2 separate regions of the Mus musculus genome follow, and region 1 is linked to region 2. A link is a contact called in public ChIA-PET data. All regions are on one chromosome and are shown on one strand. Each heading gives the region's core, a stretch centred on a gene start, on an enhancer-like site or on the middle of the called end of the contact. The rest is flanking DNA. Distances are from core to core; before and after follow the strand shown. Region 1 overlaps Pcsk6 (proprotein convertase subtilisin/kexin type 6). Region 2 holds the start of 1810008I18Rik (RIKEN cDNA 1810008I18 gene).

What was found. ChIA-PET counts read pairs in DNA pulled down with a chosen protein or histone mark.
Region 1: an REV-ERBa ChIA-PET map of liver shows a contact between it and region 2, with 6 times the contacts expected there. The contact joins the enhancer-like site here to the promoter of 1810008I18Rik in region 2. A contact is called at or near these places in 6 of 484 Hi-C or Micro-C datasets (astrocytes, liver and nephron progenitors) and 4 of 115 datasets of contacts at active chromatin or transcription factors (hepatocytes, liver and pancreatic cancer cells).

The regions. Positions count from the first base shown.
Region 1 is chr7:65,910,569-65,918,096 of GRCm38.p6, reverse strand. All of the region lies in intron 2 of Pcsk6 (proprotein convertase subtilisin/kexin type 6), which reads right to left. Among named protein-coding and RNA genes, the nearest start is that of Gm51486, 16 kb to the left of the region's middle. Within about 2 kb of position 2,861, at least 32 of the 459 cell types and tissues checked have an H3K27ac peak or open chromatin away from gene starts, as enhancers often do. A contact at or near this core is called in hepatocytes and liver, where this site is marked.
Region 2 is chr7:65,798,315-65,805,778 of GRCm38.p6, reverse strand. 1810008I18Rik (RIKEN cDNA 1810008I18 gene) reads right to left here and starts at 2,742. Exons shown (of 3, transcript NR_167723.1): 1 at 2,630-2,742; 2 at 1,447-1,753. It overlaps Gm51485 (a long non-coding RNA gene), which reads left to right and starts at 3,429. Exons shown (of 3, transcript XR_003946789.1): 1 at 3,429-3,624; 2 at 4,131-4,353; 3 at 6,222-6,453.

The DNA.
Region 1 (7,528 bases), core at 1,612-4,111, 110 kb before region 2:
CACCCGGGGCCGCATGGAAAGCATGCAGCAGTCCTCCTGAGTCCGCCCGCCCAGAGCACCAGAAGTCTGGCGGGATGAGGGTTTTCTCCCACTCCATTTATTCCCCCACACATCTCTAACTTTTCCATATTTCTTGACTCTTTCTCCTCTGCCATTCTCCTTTTGACTCAAGAAAAAAATGTTGTCTGGTCACTGTGACAGTTTAAACTAAGAACAATATACTATGTCAGACCAAGAAAATACAACCCATGGATTCAATGAAACAGTGGCAGGTGACAAGGCTCATGGGGGACGAAAGGGTTTTCTCTGCATGTGCATGGCATGGGAGTGACAGCTGTCACCTCCTTAGAGGACAGGAGAATTGTTGCCATAGGTTACTGGCTTCATTTGAGCTGATCTTAGTAGGATGCCTGCGCCCACCTGCAGTGGTACACTTCTTCTTCTTGGGGTTTGTTAGGAGGGACACCAGGTTGCTATGCCAATTGTACACCCACAACAGAAAAGCCATGCAGTAGACACTGGGGGAAAGTTAGGAAACCCAGGACACAGAATGTTTCTAACTCAGCCTAGAATACTATCATCATTAACCTCTCTCACCCCCAAGGAAACAGGGAAGCAACCCTCCTCGATAAACACACACACACACACACACACACACACACACACACACACACACACACCCGCTTAACCTGCAGCCACAGAAAACCACCATAGAAGCCATTTCTTGAATTCAGTTTGGAAGACCCTGGCTTCACCAGATGGTCATATGAGCAGTATGTCCCTGGGAACTTTGGAAATTGAAGCTGCCACCCATTCCTAAGTTACTTCTCACTTTGCTGAAGGACACAGACAGTACAGTTTCCCCATTGCAGATCACTGGCTTACAGTCACTGAAAACAGCCTGCAGCCACAACCCAGTTGGGTCAATTGTTCTGGTTGAACTGTGTCTCCCTCTAGATCAGAGGTTTTCAACCTTCCTCATGCTGCAACCCTTTAGGACAGTCCCCCATGTTGTGGTAACCCCCAATCATAAAATTATTTTTGTTTTTAATTCATAACTGTAATTTTGCTACTGCTATGAATCATGATACAAATATCTGTCTTAGATGACCCCTGTGAGAGGTTGAGAACCACAGCTCCACTTTATGTTAAAGCCTAACCCCCCGGTCTCTCAGAATGAGACTGTGGGGCTCAAACCCACAGCCTCACACAAGTTAGGCAAGCATTTTGTCACTGAGCCACACCCCAACCTCTGGAGACAGTCTTTAAAGAGACAAATTGCGTTAAAGTGAGGTCATTAGGGTAGGCCTTCATCCATTATTACTGATGTCCTCATATGAGATTAGCACGCAGATGTGCACAGAGGGAGTCCATGCGAGGACACAGCAAGAACACAGCCATGTGCAAAAGACCTCACAGAAACACCCAGCCAAAACCTTCCCCTTCACCTCCCGGCCTCCGAGTTTGTGAGACATAAGTACGTATCTGTTATTCAAGCCACCCAGTCTGTGACCCTTTGTCACAACGACTCTAGCAGACACTGGTTCACACTCCTTTATCATTTTGGTTTCAGCAACATGCGACGAGGCTTTCCTCACTCAGCTTCCCCGTGTGGGTTTTACGATCACCGAATCTCACAATTTATATCTAAAACATTTAGATAGAAAGCAGTTGATATGCAAATAAAGACGGGTAGCCATTGTATGCTCGAGCCTGGTCTGTGAAAATTGAGAGACTTTTCAATAAACATTTATTTGGCATCTGTTAGCTTTTACCGGGTGACTGCTGGGCTTGTGAGGGGATAAAAAACAAACAAGATGTGGCCTTGGTTCTCCACAGCTTCATATCGTGTTGGCAAGCTCCTCTTCCCAATCTGGTTGGTTTGCCTTCCCATTACTCCCCACTGGTTCTATCAGCTGTAGCACCCTGGATGTGCTCCCCAGCCTGTTCTAGAACTCAGAGATACCCTACGCAGCTCCCGGCCACTTCTGTTTCTATCACCGACCAGATCCTAAGCAAACTACTAGTCGTGGTTGCTGTTGCTATCAAATCTTGTGGTGTGTACCCACTCCAGGCTAAATCTATAACACAAATACACAACTTGTAGGAAGAGTAGACCGTACCCTGAGGATGTTGATCGAACCACTGGCTCCCTGGTAGCAGGGATATTTGAGATCAGAGAGAGGTGATGAAGAGAAAGACCAGGAGAGATAGGGAGCAATCTGTGCAAAGGCAGAACATGAGTGGGGCGTGAGGTCATCAGAGGGGAATACAAAAGCTGGTGTGGCTGGGCTCAGGCGGACACAGGAAGCCAAGAGGTGGGAGTACCGCCCACTCAGGACAGTGGCAAAGGGTGTTTCATAGGATCCCCTTGGGAGAGGTTAGCTATAGATCAGAGGCAACAAGGAGGCTCACTGGAGAACAGCTATTGCTGTAACCCACATGAGAGAAGTCAGGATGTGGACTGGGCAATACACGAAGAGGGCTGGCCTTGACCGATGAAGGAGTTGGGGAGGGGGTACCTGCCAACTCAAGCCAGAGAACACAAATGAGGCTGTGAGGCCTTTGATGTCACTGAGGACTGCCAGAAATGCAGGTAAAATTATAAAACACTGTCTTTTGAGGTGCATTTTAAGATTCAGACCCTTTGCCAATTGCCGACAGCCATGCACCTGAAATCAACTGGGCTGGAAGTGCATTGAGGCGACTGTTCTTCAATCCTGCTTGGGAAGAAGTGGTGGTCTGTGAGGCCTCCAGTCAGGGTGCTAGAACGCTGTTCCTACCCATTATAGGCAGATCCATCCTGGGCAGGAGCAGCCTGGCCATTACATAGTCCATTGGCCCCCAGAGACCACTGTGGTCACTCGCTGTCCGTGTGCTGCTATCTGCCAGGAACTCTCTGTTTGTTTGCTATTTGAACGGCTCTCGCACACAAACTGTCAGATAAAATTCCATCTGTGGTTAATGGAAAGATCTGTTTAAATGTTGCATCACCACTGGAAAGAAACCTGAGCTCTGACTAAACTCTGGGGCAAAGTCCCATCGCGCTAAGCAGAATGCACGTTGCAGCCCCCGAAGTCACACTGCAACTGGGAAGCGTTAAAGCCCCAGCAGGAGGCATCAACTAGAAGGTCCCCACAGCCCAGAAGCAGGCACTGAAGCTCTCTCCATCCAATAACATCTCCATCTTTCCATTGCCATCATCCAACTGGCTGAAAACCAAAGGAAAGGGCTGAACTGGAGTCATCTAGCTAAAATGTAAGGGTTGGAAGTCACAGGCAGCGGCATCTAAACTATAAGCCAGTTTGGAACAGACTTAGAACGAGTAATTTTTAAAAAATTTGTGAGCCCTTTCAGCTATTGGCTGAGGCTTCTGCAACATCTGCCCTTCTGCAGACATTTAGCAAAAGAACAAGTTAAAAACAAATGGTTTCACTTTGCTTAGATGACAGCCTTCAGAGAAACCCAGTGGCCAATACTGCACGCTGGGAACACGTAAGTTGTTCTCCCTGTGATCGGCTGATCAGTAAAGCAAAGCAAAATGGCCCCCTCAAGAGGAAATCACGCAAAGGTTAATTAAGAACGTACAGAAGCCAGTAGCTCAGCAGTTAAGAGTAGCACTGCTCTTCCAGAGGACCTGAGTTTTATTCCTAGCACCTGTATGTTGGCTAGCAACTCCAGTTTCAGGGGATCCCATGCTCTCTCTTAGCTTCCACAGGAACTGCGTGCGTGTGGCAAACAGCCATACACATAAAATATTTATATTTTAAAAGAATGCAAAGACAGTGCTGGCCTACAGAGAAGCCGGTAAAGGATGGGTGGAGGGAGCTGCCTGGTAGGGGTGACCTGTGTATGTGTGTGTATGTGTGTATATGTGTCTGTGTGTGTCTATGTGTATGTATGTGTCTATGTGTGTGTATCTGTCTATGTGTGTGTATGTGTATATATGTGTCTATGTGTGTGTATGTGTCTATGTGTGTGCCTGTATGTGTTTATGTGTGTGTATGTGTCTATGTGTGTGTGTGTCTATGTGTGTCTATGTGTCTATGTATAAATAAAGACAAGCTTCCCTTCTTCGCTGCCTCCCGCTTGTGTTTGGTTTAAACAAATGTACACTCCATCCATTTCCTATGATGTTGGGGTGGACTGTAAATTCCATCACTCATCAAACCGCTTTGATACAACAGAAATCAAAGGTAATTAAAATAAAATACCATCTGTATTTGGCTGGACTTTATCCAAAGCCCTATAGCATTCATTTCCAGTTTGGTCATTCCAGCACATGGACAACTACATTCCAATGTCTCTGAATAATATTAAATCATCGTTTCCTTTTGTTAATAATATTAATTATAGACCTTTCCAAGTGAAAGGGTATCATGAAGGGCTAACGGAAGAAAACGGTTCTGATAAGGGTCAGTACTAAGTAATTCTATGAAACAGCAAATTTCATCAAACTGGAAATGACTGGGTAAAGTAAATATTCATCAAACGAACAGTGGATTCATTTGGATTGCCTTAAAACTAGACTATGTAAACAGAGGTATTTCATTTGCAGTTCAGAATTCCTAATTGGTCTATATGCTTTCTCTGGGGTTGAAACTTTAATTAGAACTGAGGGAGACAATTGGCCAATCACTGGCAGGTCTCCGCAGGGCTGGGACTGGCAGGCTTTTCACCTTTTTCCTCTTTATTTTTTTATTGGCAGGATGCTTTGATGGCAGCCCTGCCAGGAACCAAGAAACTAGGTAAAAGGGGTTTTTATTTGGAAAAAGCTAGCTGCCAGAGTCTTGCCCTAGGAAGTCTGTTCTTCCTTCTGCTTACTTCAGGCATACAGCTGCAGGGTATGGTGGCTCACGACTGTAACACCAGCATTGGGGAAGCTGAGGCAGGAGGCTTGCCATAAATTCTAAGTCACCCTGGGCTATCTAGTGGGTTTTGGACCAGCCTGTGATACAGAATGAGTCTCTGTCTCAAACAAAATGATAAAACTAATCCCTGGGGAACACTTTGCAGGGAGACCCAAACTGAACACACTCCTTTCAACAAACCCAGCATGAATCAATGGACCAGCTTAGCTGTTGCATACAGGTGGGTCTAGGGCATCCAGCCACGGGCACCTCTGGGAATAGGTCCCTGTCACCCGGCCTGCATGGCCCGTGCATGAGCCTTCTGCCCCAGCATCACCGAAGCCTCACTAGGACCAGAACTACTGAGCAGCTTTGCATCCCACAATCATTCAGCTCATGTTTTTGAAAAAGAAAACATGCCCAGCTAAGTACCATAGGGAGGTTTAAAACCTCCAGAGCTGGTGGCTCTCGTCTGTAATCTCAGCTACTCAAAAAGGCTGAGTCAGGAGGATCAAAGTTCTGCCAAGGAAAATTATCTAGACTTTGTTTCCTAATACAAAAATACAAAAGGAGGCTGAGAGCATAGCTCTGTGGTCGGTCACTTGCTTGTTATATAGGAGGCCCTAGGTTCAAGCCCCAATACCTAAAATCCAAACAAAACCCTACAAAGGTTTAAAACAGAAGACAAAGCATTCTCCGTGTCTCCTATTTTGACTCTATATTTGTCTGAATATCAAGAAGGAGTTTTAATTCTTGGAAGCCCCCTCGAAAGGGATTGGGGGCCAAGTCTCTTAGCAAAGAGCCCCCATGTCAGAGCATTCTCCATACAAATACTTGCCCTGATTTTTTACTCCCTGAGAGGTGGGAATTTGAAGATGCTGGAGATTTCAGATGAAGAGAAAGCATGATGTCTTTACAGGACATAGCCACTGCTTGCTTGGAGTGAAACTGTAGCAGGGCGATGTGGTGCTAACTTCCTTCTGAGCTTAGCCTTTCCCCTAAGAAGGGCAATGGCTCACTTTCAACTCACAGAGCCCATCAGAGCTCTCCCAAGTTCCGGCTGTGCACCAGCTCCCCGCCGCCCTTCTCTATGGGCCCTGAGGACCAGCTCTGCTCACCCTTCACTAATTACTCCCATTCTAGAATCGAGAGCAGCTATGCTTATGGCTTGGCTTCCTAAGGGAAGGGAATGCCCTCGTTCCTCTGAAAAACACTTCTTCATGTTCTGTATTGTGACCACAAGTAGATATAATTATAACCCCGTGTAATTAGGTGAAATGGCATGCTTTAAAATGCCCAGACACATAAAAATCTGCTAATAAACATTACATTCCTTTCCTTGTAGAGGGAATAAGAGAATTAGCAGAATGTCCTTTGTCTGTATCTTTGTATTTATTCATCCATTCTTGTGGTTATCCATCTGTTCATCTAGCCACCCACTAATACACCTATTCATCTACCCAAGCATCCATCAATCATGTATCCATCCAGTCATCTATCCCTCCATCAGTAATATATTTACCCACCCACTCACTCACCCACCTATTCGCCTTTCCATAAACACATTCACCCATGTTTTCACCCACTCATCCACCCCTTCATAAGTCCATCCATCCATCCATCCATCCATCCATTCATCCATCCATCAGTCCATCCATCCATCCATCCACCCATCCATCCACCCTCTCACCCACCAACCTATAAAATGAATTCACAAATACATTCAGGATCTCTGCTTCCCATGCCCCACTTACATGAGTGGGGTCTACTTCAAACCAGAATGCCCATAGAGCAATGGCCCAGAGCAGAGCAATTCATCACTGTGTCCAGGGAGGGACTGTTTCTCTCCCCTCCCCAGCTCTGCCAACACAGTAAAGCCAGTGATGGTCAACAGAGTGGTTTGTGGCAACATCAAAAACCTATTCTTCCACGAAAACTATTGTAAAACGTTCTCTGGAAATGGCTGAAATAATTTTGTGTGCCAGTCAGTGAGTTCAGACTGGCATTTAGAGCATGGCTTTTAAAATGAAATGACTACTATGTTTAAAAACATCGTGGCCTACCTATCAACGGCCACACCTCCTTGTGGTTAGTAGTGTTTCTCCCATGCACGTCCTTTTCCCTTTCGGCTCGCATTGTGACCAAATGTGTTGCTTCATTTTTGGCCAGCTTCACTGCCAGCATCGCTGCCCTTGCTAGAGGCAGAATAAACCACACAGCAGGTATTTAAAAAGCACCTGCTGAATAAATGAACGTGTGAAAGGCCCACAGCCTCTTGTGCAGTTGCAATCTTTACCATGTATCTGCTGACTGAAATTTGCCAACATTAATTTCAAATATAGGTAGAAAGGAAGCATAATTTACTGACCCAGTCAGCATGGGTTACACAAAACTTCAAACTAATTTACTTAAATCTGAAAGAGAGATCACACAAAATTTTAAGGAGAGTCATGCTTACTGCTCCAACCATTAAGATACCAGAAAAATTATATAATGACCAGAAAAATTTCTCCCTGCCTCATCACTAACTTCATTATTAAATATTTGCTTTAAGGGTTTAGTTTATTGGTAAGAATCATACACACACACACACACACACACACACACACACACACACACACACACTGGGGTAAACCCAAGGTCTTGTACATGCTAAGCAAGGGTCCACCACTGAGATA
Region 2 (7,464 bases), core at 1,493-3,992:
AATCAGAAATGTAAATTCTTATCTTCACTCTAGCATCTAGAGCAGAGGTTCTCAACCTTCCTAATGCTATGACCCTTTAATATAGTTCCTCATGTTGTTTTGACCCCCCCCCCATCACAAAATTATTTTGTTGCTACTTCGCAGCTATAATCGTGCTACAGTTATGAATTGTAATGTAAATACCTGATGTGCAGGATATCTGATATATGACCCTCAGAAGGGTCACGACCCACGAGGTAAGAACCACTGGTCTGGATCCCTCTGTATCAACAAGCTCAGGTGAGGCCCATCTACCCCACGTTTCAACGCCCTCCAGAGCGCTATGGGTGATGCTGAGGTGGGCTTTGATCATTACCCCATTATATAAAATCCACTCATACTGAAAGACTAGTTAGTTCTTGGAAAGCAGGTCCAGTGTCTCTTAGAGTGTCTGAGGGTGGGGTGGAGGCCACGGCTGGCTGTTACCATCCCGTGTCTGGGTAGCCAAGGGTAAATGACTGAGCAGAGCCCCAAACAGACTTCTACTTAGTCCTGCTCTTAAGTACTTCCCCTCTGCCCCACCAGTCGGTTTGCCTGTGGCCCCAGGTTCTGAGGGATGAGGCGCTATCCCTGAGCTTCCCTCTGACATGCGCAGAGCTGCATCGCTCTGACATGCGCAGAGCTGCAGGCACTGACCCCTCTTCAGCCCCTACATGTCCATTTGACTTCTGGCTGGCAATCCTGCTTTCAAACGTCCCAACAACTAATGACTCTGTCTCTGGGCCACAGGGTGGCCTGGGGACTGACTCATGCTCTCCCTCAGCATTCCCTCCTGGTTAGTTTCAGCAGTAGCTAGCTCATTGGTTGAGGCAGTACTGTGCAGGCACGTTGTATCACTCACGAAGTCCAAGTTGTCGATCTTAACAATTCTGAAGTCAGAACTACTATTTCCTCCATGTAGAAAGGAGGAAAGTGAGAATGCAGAGATGCCATGCATCTGGGGACTCACGACTTCCCATGAGACTCTAGTGCTACATCAGGCTCCTCCAACAGGAAGTGTCCCGAGGGTCCACCCTGGTGCCCTACCAGGAATTATAGTATTGGAATCACCCCTTTATTTTGTTTTTTAAGTACTAAAAGGTCTTTAAAATATTAAGGATGGAATTCATTCGATGCTAAGATCTGCATGGTAGTCTTTGGGGTAAGTGGAAGTGACTTTAAATTAGTTTATTCTTCAGGTGATCTCACTAGCTCTTCAGAAATGCAAGGTTGTCTTGGAGTCTCATAAATTAGAGCTAGACTTCTTTGACCCAAGCAGGAAAAAGGTCACCCTCGTCCTTCTACCCCCCCCCCCCCCCCCCGCTCCTTCCATGGAGTGGAAAGGAAAGGAGAGAAAGAACCTAGCTCTTAAGACAAGGCTTCAGTGGCACAGCCATCCCATGCCTTACCTGGGAAGGAGGAACTAACCTGCCTGGGTGCGGATCCCTAACGATGCAAAATCTAAGGCCCGAGGAAGTTTCCACAGCTGTGCCCAGGTAGAAGCAGACTATCCCGAAGCCTGTGGTTACCACAAATACTGGATGGAGACAGACCCAACTCAGCACAGCTCAGCTGCTCTTCTTGGCGCACCAAGGTGAGCCCCTCTGCCGCATCCTGGGGAGAGACTGCCAAGCTCAATAGCCACCTGCTTCCCAGGAGGTCACACATGAGCCTTGCAGGATACTCTGGGCCCCAGGATGTCCCAGGGTGTTTTGACTGGCGGTGAATGAGACAGCTGTTTACAGAGGGAGGGAGAAGAGAGGAAGGGAGAGAGGAAGGGGTGGGCATTTTACACAATTTAATAACCAGAGGAACAACAGCAGTTACAGAAAATTTAGCCAAAATGTCATTCAGGGACGGGAAAGAGCAATTACTTAAATATTTAAAACAGACACCCCAGGAGTGGCCATGGGGGCCGTTCTTTGTTAATATTTAACCGGAGCCGGGCAGCCACCGAGAATACAACTGTTTACAGGAGATATGAACTAACACCCACTATTTGCTGAAAGCTATGGGGAGACTGTAGCTCTTGAACAGCTGATGATGTTCCTAAATCCCAGCCGCTCCAGTAGGGCCCCCCCCACATCACCACCATGAGGCCACAGGGGTGGGGAGGCCACAGCTGTCCCCAGAGCCCTGTGAAAACTGTAAACAGGCAGGCAGGGGTCAGCTGTCTTGCTCCAGACTCACAGTTTTCAGGAAGCCCAGCCCTGCAGCTGGGCCTGGGAGGTGGCTGCTGGCAAGATCATCAGCCCTCACTCCTGCAGACCCTGGCCAGGCTATCCTGGCCTCATCCACCCTCCTGGGCAGACACCATGCATGAAGCCAGGTGCTGATGAGCAGAGGAACTGGATCCCAAACTGGCTTGCTATGTCCCTCAATTCACACCGGGGCCTCCTGGGACACCAGACTGGGCTGTCTATAATTAATAAGCTAGCCTGTTTGCAGGGTTGGTAGATAGATAGGCCCTTTGTTCATTACAGCATCTACCTCCATGAGCTTGGCTTTTACCTACAACTGCCTCAAGTCTCATGGCTACCCTGCTGCTATGACAACCACTTCCCAACTTACTTGGGCACATTAGTTAAAACCCCACACAGATCCAACTTACTCCTCGGCTGCACTCTACCAGAAAGCCCAGCTCAAGCCCAAGGGAAAAAAACGTCACCTTTGAGTTCGTAGGCTGTTTCCAAGGTGCCACAGTTGAGACCACGTGTGCCTTTCAGAAGCCTGTGCCCCGTTGCATCATCTAATATGTTTGTTACAAAGTTGCCCAACCCTAGACCCACAACCCTGGCCTCCTCCCCGCATGCCACTGCCAACTGGTAAAAACCACAGATGGCCCTGACCTATTGAGCCCTTCTAATTGTTTGCACACCTGGTCAAGAGAAGAGAAAGATGGAGCAGGGAGGCGCGCTCTGGAAAAGCTAGAGAAGAACTGGGGCCTGCACAACAATATCTGTTAAAATAAAATAAAATCTAGTATATAAGAGCTAAAGTTTGGGTAGATATTTAGTACGTGATTTCACACACACACACACACACACACACACACACACACACACACACACACACATTCATTCCTTCTCAGGACAGTTGGCACACGCTGTCTAGAGTACTAAAACCATAGTCATTAAACTTTTTCTGTTCACTGAGTAGCTCTGGATACTAGAAATCTGAAGGAACGTTGAAGAGATTATGACTAAGGAACATGAAATGATCGGCTAAGGTTCTAGTTTAGCTAAATGCTGGCCAATGGGATCTAGAGACATCCACGGCCACTGAGTCATCAATTAGTCATGTGAACTTTTTTTTTTTTTTATTTTGATTGTTGCTACGGTTTCAACACAACTTCCTCTACCTCCCAACTCAGGTTGGAATTTTGTCCCCATTGTGAAGTAAGTGTTAGAGGGCAGACACAGTGTAGCCAGCAGTGAGGCCTTCACTGGACTGAAGCATGCATGGCCCTTGCCTTTTGGGGGGAGATCCCTTGCTGCTTGGGACTCTGCCAGCAGAAAGCCACCACTCAATACAGTCTCTCGTCCTTGGGTCTTTGCGACAGTGAACTGAAGAAGTCCTCTTTTCTTTTGAACTCACCAAGGCAAGGTGTTGTGTTTTCTTAGTAGGCAAACGTTTCTAGCTTCAGAGTAGTACTGTAACATGGTGGGGGGGGGGGGGCGTCTCTTTCTTGAAGCCATTCAGTAGTCAGTTACAGACAGGCCACTTTGAATCCTCTTATCATGTTCCCTCCTGGATGGTAACCAGACTGCTTTGCAGTTAGGAGACCTGGTGGACATAGCCAGGGGTGTCCTTGCTTTGCTGTTTAAGGGTTGTATCCTTCCCTGGCTAAAAGCTTATTCAATCCTAGCAGGCATGCCCCTGCACAGTGCTTGGCTTGTCTGTCATGGCTTGCTCATTTAACACACAGCCTACCCTGGTGCTCCTTCTGCTGTCCCCTCTTCAGCACCCTGATGGGCTCAGTTGTCCTAGAATTGGACACATCAATCAAAATTCAGCAGCATGCCCAAGAGGGCAGCATGGGGGTGCTTGGTGTATTCAAGCGTTGGAGACGGCAAATCTGGAAGGGGTTTTTATCATGGTCTGAATTTCAGGCACGGAACACAAATGACCCTTTCCTTGAAGTGGCATGGTGGCAACTCATCTTCCTGAAGCAGTGGCCGTCCTCATGCTCGGATGAGTGACCAGACACACTCACAGGACCACTGTATCCCTGCCGTGCCCTTCGGAACTGATCAGAACAGAGGATGCAACTAAGCCCTGGCTGACAGGAGTTCTCCATTATCAAGTAGAATCAGGGGTTCAAATAGAAACCAGGTCTGGTTGTTGCTTAGCTGTTTTTCCCCATTGCTGTGATAAAATACCTGACCAAACCCAAAACAAACAAACAAACAACACCTGAGGGGAACAGGGATTTATTTTGGCTCAGAATTTAAGGGTGTCGTTCCGGGAAGTCAGGGCAGTAGGACCTTAGGGTGGCTTGTTGCATGCATCTGGGGTCAGGAAATGGGAAGGCATGGCTGCTGGTGCTCAGCTAACCTTCTCCTTTTGATTCAGTCTAGGATTCCAGCCCACAGTAAAGGTGGGTTGACTTCCCTACCTCAGTTTACCTAATCAGGACAACCCCCAACAGGCACACCCAGAAGCCTCTCTGCTAGGTGACTCTAAATTCTGTCAACTTGACAATCTGTATTAGCCATCGGTTATTGAAAAATGAGAGAGTGGACATCTTTAGGCTCCCATGGTTTTAGAGGTGTGCTGAGTCAGAAGAAGGAAGAGTCACCCACAGAGGTCGCTGGAGTCCAGGCATAAGAAGCCCCCCCCCTTCATTCTTCCTGTAGTCTGAGCACCTACTATGTGCATAAGCCTCACTGAGTGTGCTAGCCATGGATGCAGGAGACTGGGCCAGGTGGTTGGCCAGCCTGGGAGGCAGCTGGTACCTGAGGACCAGTCTTTCTGGTTAGCAGAGAAGGCGTTCAAGTAGCCAAAAGGGCCCTTGTAGGAACTGGATTTTGAAGCAGTTGGGGGTGGTATAGGGTATAGGGAGCCCCCTCTTCACACTAAAGAGGATGCAGGATAATGTCCCTTGAAACTACCACAGAGACAGCTCCATCCCCCACTGACTGCACCATCCCTAAACACCATTCTCCAGATTCAGGCAGAGGTTCACTCTCCGCCTTGGATCATTTGTCTGTTTATTGCCTTTGTTATACCCACCCCTTTAATAGTCTAGCATGCTTAAAGTCTATATATGGGCCCATGTAAAATGCAGAGTGTCATTTTTTTATTTTTTAAAAATATCTACTGAGTTTTACATTCTTATTTTTACACTGTGATAAAACGTGTGTGAGATAAATTCGCCGTTGGCAGCGTTAAGATGAGTGGCGAGGAGCACCCTGGCACTTCACTACCGCCATGGCTACCCCTTTTCAGATGCTCCTTGCCTTCCGAAACTGGAACTGTGCAGACACTTTCCCCCAGCCCCTGACAACCACCATCCTGCTGTCTGTCTGTCTGCACAGGAGCCTCACTAACAGAACCGTATAATACCGCCTTTTGAGCCTGGCTTACTTAACTCACTGTTCTCAGGGTTAATCCATATCTTACCATTGGGCATGGTTTCCCATCTTCTCACAACTGAATGTTCTACTGTTCGGACCATGCTTTTCTCAACCATCTGTCCACTGACACTTAGCATTGCTGTGTTTTAAATTAATGTATTAGTTCATCTTGGCTTTCTTCAGTGTCTTGGTTTCAGTGGACCGTGATCTCTCCACCTGTTTCCTTTTCTTGTGCACAGCAAGCCTATTGCCTCTCACCTGGACCTGTTCCCCCTGCACACCTGGCCACAGGCAGCTCCTCCCACCTCAGTATTCCTGTTGACAACATCTATGCATAGGCCCTATCTATCATCACTTGCCTCCACGTTTCTACTAGCACCCTCTCCATTCCCACTTGATTCTCTTTGGGACTTTCTGTTTATGCTTTGTGTGATGAATTCAGCTCCCAGCTTTCATTGTGAACTTAACGCAATCTAGAGTCCTCTAGGGAAAGTCTCTGTCAGGAACTGTCTACATCAGCATACTCTGTACGCATGTCTGTAGAGGATTGTCTTGATTGTTTTAGTTGGTACAGGAAGACTCTTTGTATGATCTGTTTTGTTTTGTTTTGTTTTTTTCTAACAGCAGGTTGAATGTGATGCTGGCCCACAGGAACAGGGAGCATTCAAAGATGCTGGAGCAAGTCTGAGAGCCTCTGTATCTCTTGCCATGTTCCAAGCCCTAGAGATACAGTGGTGGACAAGACAGGCACACTATCCTGTTTCCATGTGGTCAACATTTCCTTACAATCTGACTGAGGAGAAAAACAGACTGGCCAATAAATAAAATGTACACAGAGCTATGAGAGTGAGCAGGGGGAGTAGGACGGGAATGTGCATAATTTCAGTGTGAGCCTGAAAAGGGCTCTCCACAATGGTGCAGGGATCCCAGGGAGAGAACTGTGAAGCTCTGAGGTAGGGGGAGTGGAGAAACGACCCAGAATGGTGTTGGGGTGCTCAGCGTTGGAAGCTGGTGTCACTGGAGCCATGGGGCCAGTGTGGGTGACTTTGCTCTGTGTGAGACAGGGAGTTATGATGACAGCTAAAGGAAGAGTGTTAGTCTGACCTCTGCCTGAACAGGTCACACTTTCCATGTGATGAGGAAACACAGATGGGGCCGAGGGAAGGGAGATGAGGCTGTTTGCAAAGATCCAGGCAGGAAGCAGCCACGGATTCTATGTGCTTTGTCCCCCAAGGGTTCATGGGTTAGTGGATTGGTCCCCAGTGGCATGAGGTTGAAAGGTTGTGGACCCCAAAATGGGCAGAGTTGGCTCTGTCACTGGGGATATTGTCCATGGGAGGGATTGATGTAGTTATTGTGGGAGCCTGAGTTAGTCCTCCAGAAAGGGTAGTTATAGAAGACCAAGACTGGCCTCTCTTATTCTGGTTTCTGGTTCAACAGTGTAGTCTTTCACACATCCATCAATTCCCCACAAATGTGATCCCATCAGCCATGGAGTCCTCATGAGCAGAAGCCAGATCCATGCCTCCAGAAACAGGAGCTGAATAAAACTCTCTTCTTTCCAAATACTCAGGGCTCTAGCCTTCACTACAAGAGGAAATAGGTTAGACACAGAGAACAAGAGAAGGGGACAGAGATGAATCACACGTGGCCCAAGTGATGGACACTGTCATTCTATAGAACTAGTAGACTGATCGGGGAGTGACCATGCTGAGGAAGATCAATCACACTGGCCAGTGTGGCCTTCATACCTGACTGGAGATGCAAATAGCCCAGACTAGACAGGAGAGACTGACAGAAGACACTCCCGCCCAGTCACTAGGCACAGAGACTATTTGAGACCAAGAGATTCTCTGGACTTTCTGAG